2 separate regions of the Rattus norvegicus genome follow, and region 2 is linked to region 1. Evidence: chromatin contacts called from public Hi-C data. All regions are on one chromosome and are shown on one strand. Each heading gives the region's core, a stretch centred on a gene start, on an enhancer-like site or on the middle of the called end of the contact. The rest is flanking DNA. Distances are from core to core; before and after follow the strand shown.

Region 1 (7,635 bases), core at 3,471-5,970:
TAATTCCTTAAGTCTTATTGATCTATGACATGAACTATTGCCTTAAACTTACTATGAACATATGGAATATAAAAATGCTTAGAAATGGGCTAGAGAGATGGCTAAGAGGTTAAGAGCACTGACTGCTCTTCCAGAGGTCTTGAGTTCAAATCCCAGCAACCACATGGTGGTTCACAACCATCTGTAATGGGATCCGATGCCCTCTTCTGGTGTGTCTGAAGACAGCTACAGTGTGCATAAGAAGTAAATAAATCTTTTTAAAAATTTAAAAAATGCGTAGAAACCATGTGATCAGTTATCGTGAGATAGCATAAAAAACAAAGAACAACAATAAATCAACAGAGAAGCCTTCTTCAGCTTCATCCAGTATCTGTGTCTCTGTCTTCCTTCCTCCCTCCCTCCCTTCCTTCCTTCCTTTCTTTTTTCTTTTCTCTCTGGTTTATGAAGAGGTAGCATTTTGAGTCAGAGAGAAAAGAGACATAGTAATTAAGCTTTTTTCCTAATCCCCTGTTGCTATCAGCAGGAGTTAGTCACAAGAAATCAGCAGCCTTTGGCCACAGAATAGCAAAGAGTTAAAGAGAGAGGTAATAACCAAAAGACATCAGCTTTTGGCCCCAGTCGCTACCCCTTGCTGCCTTTCCTGGGTACCTGAACTGGATGCTGGAACCTGGCCTGCCTGCTTTCTTGCCTGCCCTCTCTCCCTCCCTCTCTTTCTCTCTCCCTTCCTCTCTTTCTCTCTCCTTCCTTTCTCTCTCCCTCCCCCTCTTTCTTTTTCTCTCCCTCCCTCCCTCCCTCCTCTTTCTTTCTTTCTTTCTCTCTCTCTCTCTCTCTCTCTCTCTTTCTTTCTTTCTTTCTTTCTTTCTTTCTTTCTTTCTTTCTATATAGGGTCTCCTGTACTCCAGGGTAGCCTTGACCTAACTAGGTGACCAAAGATGACCTTGAATCCCTGATCTTCCTGCTTCTACCTCCAACATACAAGGACTGCCGGCAGGTACATGTTGCCACACTTGGCTATATGGTGCTAGACACGGAACTCAGACACTCTGACAATTGAGACCCATTCCAACTCCTCATTTCTGTTCTGAAGGTCAAGGTATGTATATATATATATATGCAGTTTGAGTTACTGCTGCTTTATAATGTAGTTTGAAATCAGGTGGCATAATAAACTTTCTTCTTTTGGCTCATGCCTGCCTTGGCTATTTTTGCTGTTATTATTCCATAGAAATTTTAGGATTAGGGGGCTAGAGAAATGACTTGGCTGTTAAGAGCATTAATTGTTCTTCCAGAGGACGCGGGTTTGATCCCCAGCACCCACATACCATGTGTAACTCTAGTTCCAGGGGATGTGATGACCTCTTGTGGCCACTGGTGGTACCAAGCATACACGTGATGTGCACAGTGGCAACACATACATAGGAAATTTTAGGATTATGTTTTCAACTTCTCTGAAACATGACATTAAAGTTCTGATAGGAATTGTCTTGCATCTTTAGGTTGCTTTAAATAATGTGCACATTTCTAAAAAATTTTTTTTAAAGATTTATTTATTATTTATAACTACACTGTAGCTGTCTTCAGGCACACCAGAAGAGGGCATCAGATCTCATTACAGGTGGTTGTGAGCTACCATGTGGTTGCTGGGATTTGAACTCAAGACCTCTGGAAGAGCAATCAGTGCTCTTAACCACTGAGCCATCTCTCCAACCCCCAATAATGTGCACATTTCAACAACATTAATTCTTCCCATGTGTGAAGAGGGGGCATCTTCCCATTTATTTTCCACAAACAATGCTTCTAAATGAATATTTATATAAAAGACAAATGAAGGCTGAAAATCAACAGTAGGGTGGTACTACTGGGGTCCCTGGTGGAACTGGGTACTTGTTTCCCCCCATCCCCCACCTTGTGTGATACAGATGCCAGAGGTCAGTGAGTTAATGTTAGATGTCTTCCTCAGCTATTCTATACCTTACTTTTTGAGGCAGGGTTTCTTGCTGATCTTGGAGATCTCACTGATTTTGCTAGGATCACTGCTAGCAAACCTCAGGGATCCTCCTGTCTCGGTGTCCCCGGTGCTGGAATTACATAGGCACACCACTGCGCGTGACTGTTTCTGTGGGTGCTGGTGGTCTACTTGGAAGTCCTCTCGCTTGCATGGTGAGCCGTCTCTCCATCACCTGCTTGTAGTCTTCTATCCCCCTCTGGTGGGAAAGGCAAGGGCATTGCAGGTCAATGTCTTAACATTTCAAATTCAATGCTTCGCATGACTATTATAAAATAAACAGTGAGTCAGGGCAAGCTTTTGTTTGCTTGCTTGTTTGTTTTTTTGGAACTAGTTATTGAACATAGGACCTCAAAGCCCTGGAACTCTTCATATGGACCAACCAGCCTGCCCTCAAATTTGCAAGGTTCCCCCCTGTTGTGTTTTATAAAAATAGAGAGAGAGAAAGAATATATTTGGTGGAGGTGAGGTAAGGTGTGGGGGAAGGGGGTGCCTCTGTGGGTCCAAACTGAGGCATCCCTTTCCCCTGAGGGACCAGACATATGATGGTATAGTATAGAATAGAGTTTATTCAGGGCATGGAGAGGGGAGTTGAGGGAGTAGAGACAGAGAAAGGCAGAAAAAGAGAGTACAGGAGTAGAGGCCAGCCTTGAGCATGTGGTGGGAGAACAGGGAAGGGAATGGGGAGAGAGGGGGAGCAGAGCAAGAGCAAGAGAACAAGAGAGGGAGGAGGGGGCAAGCAGCCCCTTTTGTAATGAGTCAGGCACACCTGGCTGTTGCCAGGTAACTGTGGGGAGGAGCCTAGATTAAATGCCAACACCTCCTACCTCCTTCCAAGTACTGAGATTATAGGTGAGGCACACCAGGTTGTTTTAAAAGTTAAATTGAGTTGCGTAATTGAGTATAAAAATCACAGCCTCTCACAATTGGTAGAGGCGTGCTCGATCATGAACTGTCATAAAGTTGTATCTAAAGCTATACATCTATTAGCATAACCGCTTACATGCTGTATCTGTTTCTATGGGCACTCTGTGTGTGTGCAAACAGTGGTTTGCTCATAAATGTTTAATATAATGAGCTCTCCTGAAGAAAATATGTAAGATATACATATATAGATTTATTATAAACTTTCTAAAAATAAAAATATATATAGAGAGAGCAGTGTCTGTGACTTACAGACAATGAAACATACAGCACCTTTTTTGAAGATGAGTGGTCTCCTGGATCTCAGGCTTGCCCTGAACTCACTGTGTGGTTTACTCTGGGGATCATAGTCATGTAGTACCACCACACACGGTTTGTGCAGTGCTAGGCATTGAACCTGGGACTTCATGGATGCTAATCAAGCATCCTACCAACTGAGCTACAGCCCCAGCTCCCACGGTGCTCTTCATCACAAATATAACTCTCCAAAGCTTACGATATTAGCGATTTTACTGGACATTTGTTTCCACGGCCCACCTGTGATTTCAGATCAACCAGGCATTGACAAATGGTGTCACAGCTCCATGAACACAGACGCTGACAGAACGCAGGTCTGATCTGTAGCACACGCCAATTTCCTTCGTGTAAATACTTCTATTGTGGCTGGTTTCAAGCTTCCTGTATGACATCCCAGGAGGGGGAAGAGAGCACAGAGGGGCACCAGGGAGGCACAGTAGACGCAGAGAGGCTCAAGAGCATAGAAAAGCCAGATGCGATGGCACGTGCCTGGAATCCCAGCACCGGAGAGGGAGGCAGAGACAGGAAGACAGCCACGTGTTCAAAACCAGCCCTCTCTATAGAGCGAGTTCCAGGCCAGTCAGGGACATATAATGAGGAGGTCCTGTTTCAAAATAGACAAATGAGAACATAAATAATAATAAAATATAGTGAAATAATTAGACAGTAATGAGATTTTTACCTTGATTTTAACAGTGGCGAAAGTGGCTAAACTCGTGGTTGGGAAGCCCTGATTTTGACACCTGGCTTCATGGACTAGGAGCTGAGCTAAGGGACAAAACACTAGCACCTCATATGAGCTCTACTAACCTCCAGCATCCAAGATTTTTCAGTGAACAACACAGATGTTTCATTCTTACATTTATTTTTTTTTATTTGTTTACCTGTTTTATTTATTTGACGTGTGTGTGTGTGTGTGTGTGTGTGTGTGTGTGTGTGTGTGTGAACAACTTATCGGAGTTGGTTCTTGCCTTTCACAATGTGGATCCCGAGGATTGAACCCAAGTTATTTGGCTTGCCAACAAGTGCCCTTACCTGTCTCAAACACAGGTCGTGCCGGGCGCGGTACTCATGACTTTAATCTCAGTACTCGGGAGGCAAAGTGCAGGGGACCTCTGAGTTCGAGGCCACCCTGGTTATACAGAGTGAGTTCCAAGGCAGCCAGGACTACTCAGAGAAAGCCTGTCTCAAAACAAGTAAATAAGATTTAAATTTAGTAATTAGTTTCCAGTGAAATTTCATCTGAAAAACCCTGTATCTGAACCAATATAAGGAACTCCCAAACTAGCTCTTAAGAACGGTGGGACTCTTGTTTGTATTTTGCAGATAAAGAAAGCGAGAATCCCACAAACGGAGGGAGCAGGTTGCCTAGGCAAGTGCAGCCTGCAAGTGCTTTTAGCACGTAGCTTGGGGGCGATGAGGAGGAAGCCGCGCGGGTGGATGTAGACTTGCACTCTGCAGCGACCCCTTATGGCCACTAGAGGGAGACGCGCCCCTTAGGGGGCGGAGCTTGCGGGAAGCGCGCATGCTCCCAGAGGGATGTGTCGGTACCAGCTCGGGCGAAGGGCAAGACGGTGGCCGAGAAGGCTCCGAGAGGCGGACGGTGGCCGAGAAGGACCGGCATGGAGCACCTGGAGCGCTGTGCGTGGTTTCTCCGCGGGACGCTCGTGAGGGCGGCGGTGCGGCGCCACCTGCCCTGGGTGCTCGTGGCCGCCATGCTGGTGGGCTCGGCCCTCAAGGAGCTGTCCCCGCTGCCCGAAAGCTACCTCAGCAACAAGCGCAACGTCCTCAACGTGTGAGTACATCAGGCTCCGGGCCCCCGCGTCCCAAGAAGCTAGTTGGATGCTGGGGTGGGCGAGTCATTGGGAGGGAGCCCTGTCTTGACAGCCGCGTCCGCGCGCGTGTCGCGACGCTGGGACCTTGGGAAAGCGAGTGACACTCGCATCTAGTATTTGAGCATCCCGATAGGAGGATCGAGTTGCCGGGCGAGTCGGTGACGGGTGGGTTATAAGTGACAGTGGTACAGTACATTGGAGCGGCTATTCCCCCATGCCCAGAGTTAGGCGCTCGCCCCTGTCCTGCTTGGGGAAATGTCACCTTCCTCCTGCCGGCTAGTCGGACACCCCTCTCCTAGGCACTCTGGCAAAAATCCCATCGTTGTCTTAGAGACCACCTCTATACCCACCCACCACGCTGGGAGCTTTTGCCCTCCCGGCCCTATGTTGGTAGAAGCGTGAAACCTTTCGAGCTGGTGACCTTTCTCCTGGATCTCATTGGACTTTCTCAGTACTCTAAAGTGCATGGCAGTTACCCAGGAAAATAACCCCAGCCGACCTCTTTGGGACGTCTCTCTAACTCCATTTATTTCTTTCCTAGTCCTTTAAAAACACTTATATCGCAAGTTTATTGCACAACACTCGGTTGGAGCAATACAGGGAGTTTGAAAAATGAAATTGCTCCTTCAATGCGAACTTAATGCTTCAGATTGGTGTGTCTCCAGCATGGGTAGACTCTGCCTCTCTCTTGTCAATCTACTTCAAACCCTGTTTTCTCTTTGGGGCAGCTGGGTCAGGTTTCTGGCAGACCTTGGCTCTAACAAGGCTTTCCTTCTCAAGTCTGTGAAGGTTTTAGTGATGGGCTCTTTGGGGGGGGGGGGTGTCTGAGAAACTACTGGAACCTAGGGAAGAGGCCCATCTTCGTCCTGGTCTAAGAATAGAGAGCAAGGGTGGTAGTTGTCCCAGGTCTCTTTTATGTGTGCTTTCTGCTCAGATCTCTAGGTCAGCCACCTTTCATGAGCACAGAGGAAACAGACAAGGCAGATGTTGCTTTATCTGGCCTAATGAACCAGGAGCCCAGCAGCCTGGCACGTCCATCTCTGTTGTTTAGGGGTAGTCATGGATTCTGTTTTGTTCCAAGACATGGTGCTGATTAATGAGAGGGAACTGGCAGTGATCCATTGAATCTGGAAGAGATTTTGAGAACAGCCTGGTGTCCTCAGCTTTCCCAGCTGAGGAAACTGAGGCCTGAAGATACCTTAATAAGTAAGAGTCAGAGTTAGGATTCAAACCCTGGTCTTGTAGCTTAAAGGAAAGCTCTTTCTTACAAGACTTAAGGCTCTGTGGAAAAGAACACCAGTGTGGTAGAAAAGACATGGACTTTGGGGCCTTGTAAAGTGTGGCTCAATCTGTTTGAGGTTGTGTGTGTGGCCTTGGCAAAGTTCAGTTTTCTGAGTCCCCCCGAGCCATCTGTAAAATGGGTCAAATGAAGGCCGGCCACACAACTCAGTTGATAGCATGCACACAGGTTTGAACCCCAACACCACACAGAACTGGGTGTGGGACCTATAAAGGCAGGACTTAAGAGGTAGAGGCAGGAGGGTCCAGAGTTCAAGACTCTCCTCAGCTATGTAGACAGTTTGAGGCAGCCTGGGCTATACTTAGAAAAAAAAATGACCCCTTCCTCCTCAGCTAATCATGAATGTGTGTGAACGCATCTGACATTTAATAGACACTCAGTTATTGCTTTCCTGAGAAAGTAGCCCAACAGGAAAATTTCAGGCCCTAGATTTGAACCCCTGATTACCACTGCGACCTCCACTTTGGCCTGACGGATCCATATAGCTGCGTGGTGTCACCTTTACAGAGTTATGGATTAACTAGTTTCAGTACTTAGGGAATAAAGCACGGGTAAGCATGTATGAAGGAATAAAAGAGAGTATGACTGTTTGGATGGACAGCTTTGATAGATTTTAAATAACTTCCCTTGGGAGATTAGATGCTGAAGCATGAAACATGTTTCCCTTCTGCCAAGTCTCTTCTTCACCTACGCTTTCCTCTTCTGTCAGGTATTTTGTTAAATTGGCCTGGGCCTGGACAGTCTGTCTCCTCCTGCCTTTCATTGCCCTCACCAACTACCACCTGACGGGCAAGACCAGCCTGGTCCTGCGGCGGCTGAGCACCCTCCTCGTGGGCACGGCCATCTGGTATATGTGCACAGCCCTCTTCTCCAACATTGAGCACTACACAGGCAGTTGCTACCAGTCCCCGGCCCTGGAGGGCATCAGACAGGAACACCGGACCAAGCAGCAGTGCCACCGGGAAGGGGGCTTCTGGTACGGCTTTGACATCTCAGGCCACTCCTTCCTACTGACCTTCTGCGCGCTCATGATCGTGGAGGAGATGGCCGTGCTGCACGAGGTGAAGACAGATCGCAGCCACCACCTCCATGTTGCCATCACCACCCTGGTTGTCGCCCTGGGCTTCCTGACCTTCATCTGGGTGTGGATGTTTCTGTGCACGGCCGTCTATTTCCACGACTTGATCCAGAAAGTGTTCGGCACCATGTTTGGCTTGTTGGGCTGGTACGGGACATACGGCTACTGGTATCTGAAGTCTTTCTCTCCCGGGCTT
Region 2 (7,635 bases), core at 2,926-5,425, 120 kb before region 1:
CCATATGAACCTCTTACCGGCGGCCCTGGGAGCCCAGCCTGCAATTCTAAATGCTGACAGCAGGGGGAGATGAGCTCGGTGGGGATGGTCAGCCTTCCTCACTCCGAGTGAAAGTTTAGAGATGGCAGAAGGGTGTCAGATAAGCAAGACAGGACAGAGTTCTCTCATGTTGAGCAGCTGTAGACAATGAGGCACTAGGCTCATATCATATGAGTTATTCCTTACACCCATACATATGTATATATACAGAATATGTACCCACATATGTATATATTCATATATATGTTTATATATAATAATATATGTGTGTATATACATATATGTATATATGTGCATATATATGTATATATATGTGCATATATGTGTATATATGTGTGTATGTGTATGTATATGTATACATATATACATACACATACATGCACATATATACACATATATGCACATATACATACATATATATATATCCTTATAATGCTTATACTGAAAGCAATGGCAAAGATGGTCTTCACAGAACAGGGCATTCCAGTTCAGAAAGAATCCAAGAGGAAAGAGTCAAGTTCAAATGTCAGCGTAGTCCTAAATTCTACTTCGTTCTAGAGAAGTCCCTTTGGTTTCAGAGGTTGAAGGACAGGCTCCGATCGAGGAAGGACCAGAAGCTGTCCATGATTACAATGAAATAGCTGAGCAGAGACTTGAATTTCTGTAGTCTTTCCTGTCTTGGACTTAGAAGTAACCGACCAGGAACATCGCACTAAAAGGACCCATTTCCATGTGCACAAAGGAGGGTTTGTGAGCCTCGTGCAAGGGCCCCTGGGGAGCCCCGAGGAGTGAGAGAGAGAGATCTGGTCCGCTGGGACTCGGAATGTCTGCTAGCTATGGTCACCCTACTCCAGAGCCGGAAGGTCACCAGAGGTCAGCGTACCCTGCAGCCTGGCTTGGAAGGATGCAGACAGCTGCTCTCTGAGCTTCCTTGCCGGTGTTCCACACTGGCTCAGAGCGCCTGAGACATTTCCAGCTGACTCTACTTCAACTGTCTGTACTGGAGATTGCGGCATGACTCAAGGGGCTATTTTAAAACGAAATGTATAAGTATGTAAATGCAGCTCATAGGAATCTATAACCCTGGTTTTTTTTTTTTTTCTTTTTTTCGGAGCTGGGGACCGAACCCAGGGCCTTGTGCTTGCTAGGCAAGCGCTCTACCACTGAGCTAAATCCCCAACCCCTGTACCCCTGTTTTTGAGGCAGGGCTTTGCTCTGTAGCCCTGGGTGGCTTGTAATTCACTGTGTAGAGCATAATGGCTTAAAACTTGCGACAAGGGGCTGGAGAGATGGCTCAGTGGTTAAGAGCACTGACTGCTCTTCCAGAGGTCCTGAGTTCAATTCCCAGCAACCACATGGTGGCTCACAACCATCTGTAATGGATCCAATTCTCTCTTCTGGTGTGTCTGAGGACAGTGACAGTGTACTCATATAAAATAAATAAATAAGTCTTAAAAAAAAAACTTGCAACAAATCTGCCTCTGCCTCCCAAATTCCGGGATTAGAGATATGAGCTAACCCCCACCCCCAGGTTCTATGAGGGTGCTCCCTCACCCACTCACCCACTCACCCACTCCCCTCCCACCTCCCCTCCCTGACTTCCCCTACTCTGGTACATAGAGCCTTGACAGGACCAAGGACCTTTCCTCCCATTCATGCCCAACAAGGCCATCCTCTGCTACGTATGCAGCTAGAGCCATAGGTCCATCCCTGTGTACTCTTGGGATGGTAGTTTAGTTCCTGGGAGCTCTGGTGGGTCAGGTTGGTTGATATTGTTCTTCCTATGGCATTGCAACCCGTTTCAGCTCCTTCAGTCCTTTCTCTAACTCCTCCAGTGGGGACCTTGTTCTCAGTTCAACTGTTGGCTGGGAGCATCCACCTCTGTGAGGTGGATGTGTGGCACTCACTAAATATGAGTCCCCTGTAACTCACCAGAAACACTTAGCTCTATGATTGTGGCAATATTACCAGCATGGTTAGAAATACTTGGTGCGCCCTCTTTGTCCTCTCTACCCTGGGAGCCGCTCTCCTGCCTCGGCCCCTCACCCCTGAAAATGTATGCCTGCTCCATATTCCTCTCTACCCGCTCCCTCTCAGCTACTGAGTCATCTGTCCGCTGTGTGCAGTGGAGTTGAAGCGAGCACAGTCACCATCAGATGAGGGCCTCAGCAGCTTGGTGATCCAGCGGCCTCTGGCCTCACTAATCCCTAGCCGCAGCTTCCGGATGCTCCACATTTCAAGGGACATCAACGCAGCTGCCAAGTTCATTGGCGCTGGGGTTGCTACGGCTGGGGTGGCTGCCTCTGGGGCAGGAATTGGGACTGGTTTGGGGGGAGTCTCATCATTGGCTATGCCAGGAACCCTTCTCTGAAGCAACAATGCTTCTCCTACGCGATTCTGGGCTATGGCGTCTCAGAGGCGATGAGGCTCTTTTGCCTAATGGTGGTGGGTGGCCTTCCTCATCCTCCTTGCCACGTGGAGCCGCTGTCTCCACTTCCACCTCTCATAGTTCTTTCATGTCCGTCTGCCCTGTACATTCGTTTTTCTGTGCCTCCCCAGGGAGCCCAAGGAAAGTGTTTGCCTCAGGGTTTGACAGAGAGAAGACAAATAAATACTTTATTGATAAGAGGAAAAAAAAGAAAGAGAGAGAGAGAGAGAGAGAGAGAGAGAGAGAGGGAAAGAAAGAAAGAAAGGAAGAAGGAAAGAAAGGAAGAAAGAAAGAAATGCTTGGTGCTGACCAGGGCTTACTGTCTGCCCGGCATGGACCCCAGATCGTCTAAGATAGTGGGCCCCACAATGCTGGTGCATTTATGCTTCCAGTTTTACAAGGCTCAAAGAAATTACCTGTGGCCACAAGGGGCTGCTAAAGTATTTTGGGTTTTCTGTTTTTGTTTTTGGCTACTTTTAAATTTACATCTATTATTCATTCACTCATTCATTGTGTTTCTTTGTGATATTCGTGTTTGTGATCTGTGTGTTCAAGCGGCATGTGGCACATATGTAGAGGTCAAAGGTCAACTTTTTAGCAAATTGGGTTATTGTTTCCCTCTCTCTCTCTCTCTCTCTCTACCTTGTGAGTCCTGAGGATCAAACTCAGGCCACCAGACTTGGCTGCAAGCTCCTCCACCAGCTGAGTGGCTAAACTGTGTCATCAACTTTGCAAATGTCTCCCCTCCCCCAGCATCTGCTAACTGAGGTCCTGGGGAGAAGTGGGGCCCCCTTTATTAGTTTGATTGTTTTGGGGGGCTGCAGATCCAACCTACGACCGTGTCCACACCACTTTATGTCTGGCATTCGGTGCTGTTTGCGACAGTAACTTCCCTTACTGGGCGCCTGCCCGAATGGGTGTCGTGAGTTCTCAGGGAGGGAACCAGGCTGGGACTCTGAGAGGTAGAGGAAACTGTCCGACTTACAAAACAGGTAAATGGCTGTGAGGGGGTTGGGCGCTGGAGTTGTGGGGCGGGGAGGGCCCTGTCTAATTCTTGGGATTCTAAAGAACAAAGCATTCCATGCCCCTCAACAACTTCACTTGCTGGGTCTGACCCACTCTGAGGTCAATAGTTGCCCAATTAGTGGTTTGGAGACCCGGCTTGGCTGGAAAAGTGTCCAGACCTGGTCTGGGGGAAGTCAGAGGCTTGGCAAGCACAAAACAGATGTCTGACTTCAACCGGAGGGTCATGTGAAGCCTGTGACCCCCTGGCCTGGCATGCCTCAAGTGCCAGAGTCTTCTGTTTCTCTGCGTGCTACTTTCTGCTCAAGAGCCCGGGACCAGGCCCTAGAAGAGCAAATCCAGGTCTTTGAATGGGGCTCAGCCCGGTGGATTTCCCAGAAGAGGTCAGAGCCAGCTGCGCTTTTGTGGTCACACATTGATCTCCCTGAGTCAGCACGGCTACTTGGAGGGACAGGATGTCCTGTCTGTTCCCAGGGGCTTTGGACCCCAGCCAGACTGAATACTTTCCAAAACATGGCCTGAAACGGTGACGGGGCAGGGATAGGAGAGACCCCACCTCTCCCCCATTAATGTCAGCCTAGGAGCTCACCTCTCCTTCCATTATTTGAGTACGTGGCCTGGACCTAGTACTGTGCTGGCACTGGGCTGGGTTCTCTGGACTCTACTAACCCCACAGAGGCCCTGTGGAACAGCCTCAGATCTTCTGAATTCCAGGTGGCAGCTGCGCAAACAGACCCAGAGGCGAGTCCATGATCTTGGCACTCAGAAGGCTGAGGCAGGAGGACCTCAAATTTAAGATCAGCCTGAGCTATATACAGTGAGTTCGAGGCCAGCTTGGGGTTACACCGTGACAGCAAAATCCTGTTGAAATAAGGGAAGAGAAAGGAAAAGGAGGGGGAAGGGAAGAAAACAGAGAGGTCAAGTGATTTGTAAATGGTCACACAGAGAAGGAATTGCAGGTCCTCACTGGGTGTCCTAGTGTGTCGGATTTGATGATGCTCTGTAAATTTACTGGGTCACACACACACACACACACACAGCATCACAACAAGACCAGTGGAGAAATATCACTCCCTCCTGAAGAAACATGAAGAGCGAGGCTCGGGAAGCCGGAAGTGAGGGTGCAAAGTTGGAGAATGCTCCCCTGGGGTAGCCAGCAGTCATTTTTCATGGGTAAAGTTCCAAACTCCCCCCTGCTAGGATCTGATCAAGAACAACAGAAGCTCCTCCCCGTCCTAGATTCCAGAGTTTACTCACAGGTTTCCTGGGGTGGGAGGAGGGAGGGGAGGGTACAGCAGCCATCTCCTGGGGAGGACTGAAGAAGGGAGGTGCTATTTGGAAAGCTCAAGTATGGGAGCTTGACACAGGGATGGCTAGGGCTGAGAGGAATGGGCTGCCTGGTGTTGGAGAGACCTGCAGTTGTCAAGGTCAGCCCACACTCAGGGACAGTGTGCTTGAAGGTTTCCCACATGCCAGTGTGGGCAGAGACCGCCTACAAGAAGGACTCTGCTTGGCTCCTGTGACCAAAAGATTCCTGGAGGGAGGGAGAAGGTAGACAGCAAGACACAGGGATCGGATCTGGATTCCTAAGGGGACCCTCACTATGCATACCCTGAAAGAAAACTGTATCCCCCAAGGTCAAAAGCAAGAGAGGCCTGTGTGTACAGTCATGTCTGTGTGTACAGCTAAGTCGGAAGCCTTAATGTCTGCCGGGTCTAGGGAGTTGGAAGGCAGCCAGGCTGGGGCGGCTCGTGGTACCCTTCTTACCTCCACAGCATCCCTGGCCCAGAGGAAGGGATAAGAGACATCTGTGCCTCGCCCGCTCCCCAGCAAGCATGGATGGACTGTGGAAGAGGCTTACACCTGAAGCAGGTTGGGAGTTTGTATTGGCAATTTAGCTGGACGTTCTAACCAGAGATTATGGAGTCTCCCTAAGCAGAAGAGCTATCAGGGTGAGTCTCATCCCAGAGATGGGAAAACAATTTCTCTACAGAATACATTTTTGTTTTTGTTTGTTTGTTTGTTTGTTTCTTTTTGGAGACAGGGTTTCTTTGTGTAGCCCTGGCTGTCCTGGAACTCCCTCTGTAGACCAGGCTGGCTTCGAACTCACAGAAATCCTCTGCCTCCTGAGCGCTAGGACCAAAGGCATATGCTACCACTGCCGAACTTCAGAATATATATTCTTTAAGAGGGATTTTTGGAGTGGACTGGGAAGAACGCCTCCATTGGCTAAGTACTCACTATGCAGATGGGAAGACCTGAGTTTACATCTTCAGCACCTAACATAAGAGAAAACAGAGCAACGACGAAACGAAACAACAAAAAGTGAAAGCCGGCAAGACAGCTCAGCAGTTAAGAACACGTGTTGCTCTTGCAGAAGATCCAGGTTCCAGCCCCACCATCCATGTGGAGGCTTGCAACTGTCTGTAACTGCAGCTCCAGGGAGTCTGATGTCCTCTCAGGGCCTTCACCGGCACAGTGCACGTGGGGTGCACAGACACTCACGCAAGCAAAACACCGATACAATAAACAAACAAAAGGCGGGGGAGGTGGTGTGCAGCTGTAATTCTGTGTAGGGGAGGCAGAGGCAGGCAGGTCCCAAGGGCTTGCTGACCAGCCAATCTAGCTGAATTAGCAAGCGCCTGGCTTAGCGAGAGAAAAACGCCCGTGAAGGATGATGGCAGGAGACACGATACTTTCTTCCAGTCTCTACACGCGGTATTCATGTACACATGCATGCATGTGCGTGCGCACACACATTTTCTAGAAATTAAAAAAAAATACAGAACTGCCTTGCTAGTGTCAGAGCAAGGTGGGGTTTTTCAATGGGCTGCTCTGACTGAGTGGACACCTTCCTGTCCCTTCCCTTCTCTAGTGGGGGTCTCACTGTGTAACTCCAGGCTGGTCACCTTCAGAGTCTGTCACTGGACGCTTGCCTACTTAGAAGACTTTCCCTGTGTCCTCCTCTGCATTGTTCCCCAAGTGTACCTAGGAGGTCTACACTTGAACCTGAGGGACCTGGGTCAGAATCCCAGCTCTAATCTTGGAGCTTCACGTCTGCCATCTAATTAATAATAACCGACAACTCCCCAGGACTGTCTCAAGGATCGAATGGGAACGAGTTCACATTAAACCATCAGCACTGGCCGTGATCAGCCTTCCCAGCTGTGCTTGCCAACTGCTCAAGTCTCACAGCCTTTGAATCAAGTACTTTCTACCCCGGGCTCTGTTAACTACGTAGGTGATGCCCAAAGTTCACGGTAGTAGGGGAAAGGAGAAGATGATAAAATATGGTGCGTTCCACAGGTCAACAGGTCATCTGAAACACCAAGGAAAGGCGGACACGGACGTCTCCCAGTGGTTGCCAAGAGCCAACTGTAGTTAGTACCCTATGGTTTGGTTTGGCTTTGGTTTTGAGACATGGTCTTATTATGGAACCCAGACTGACCTTGAACTGTTAAACCTCCTGCCTCGGCTCCCCAAATGCCAGACTTGCAGATGTGAGCCACTGGGCTGATTATTAAGGTGAAAGCATTTTGAAGACCAGGGAATGTCACCTTGACACTAAGTGGTGGCAGTGCCCAAAAAGCCAGATCACGTTTGCATCTGAATCCAGAGCGGGTCGAGTGCGTCCCAGCTGAGTTTTCTCTGGCACCTTCAGGGAGAGTACCAAGGCTGGGGCTGGACTTGGGACCCGTCCGGTTAGTGCAGGTCTGATTTTTTTTTTTAATGTAGCGTTGCGACAGATGAAAAGCAAAGAGTTGCCCTTTGGAGTCAACATCTCGAGCTTGTAGATTGTTGTAGTCATTATGGAAATCAGTATGCAGGTTCCTCAAAATACTAAAAATAGATCTCCCACATGATCCAGCTGCAGTACGGAGATAGCTATCCCAAGGTGACTATGCCAGCATTCCAGAAAAGCTATACAGGTTTACTGATGCCTGGTGCATGATAGCCAAGACACGGAACTAGCCTGGGCACTCAGCAACAGATGAATGGATAAAGAAAATGTGGCAGAAATACACCATGGAATTGTATTCTGTGTCAAGAACATGGAGAAGATGGCCTCGACCTTCTGGTCAACCTCTTGAATTCTGGAGTCACAGGCATGAGCCACTGTGTCCATGGAGCTCCAGCCTCTGCCC

Evidence for each region. A called contact is a pair of places that touch in the nucleus more often than the background predicts.
Region 2: a contact with region 1 is called in a Hi-C map of hepatocytes, with 4 times the contacts expected there. The contact joins the enhancer-like site here to the promoter of Fitm2 in region 1. A contact is called at or near these places in 8 of 12 Hi-C or Micro-C datasets (the Rat2 cell line, Schwann cells, frontal cortex and 4 more).

The regions. Positions count from the first base shown.
Region 1 is chr3:172,564,376-172,572,010 of GRCr8, reverse strand. Fitm2 (fat storage-inducing transmembrane protein 2) reads left to right here and starts at 4,720. Exons shown (of 2, transcript NM_001107799.1): 1 at 4,720-5,021; 2 at 7,071-7,635. The coding sequence starts at 4,849. LOC103691964 (a long non-coding RNA gene) reads right to left here and starts at 4,747. Exons shown (of 3, transcript XR_591849.4): 1 at 4,262-4,747; 2 at 3,467-3,830; 3 at 1,539-2,204.
Region 2 is chr3:172,687,136-172,694,770 of GRCr8, reverse strand. It overlaps the pseudogene Atp5mc2-ps4. Among named protein-coding and RNA genes, the nearest start is that of Ttpal, 6.8 kb to the left of the region's middle. Within about 2 kb of position 4,175, at least 10 of the 93 cell types and tissues checked have an H3K27ac peak or open chromatin away from gene starts, as enhancers often do. A contact at or near this core is called in hepatocytes and liver, where this site is marked.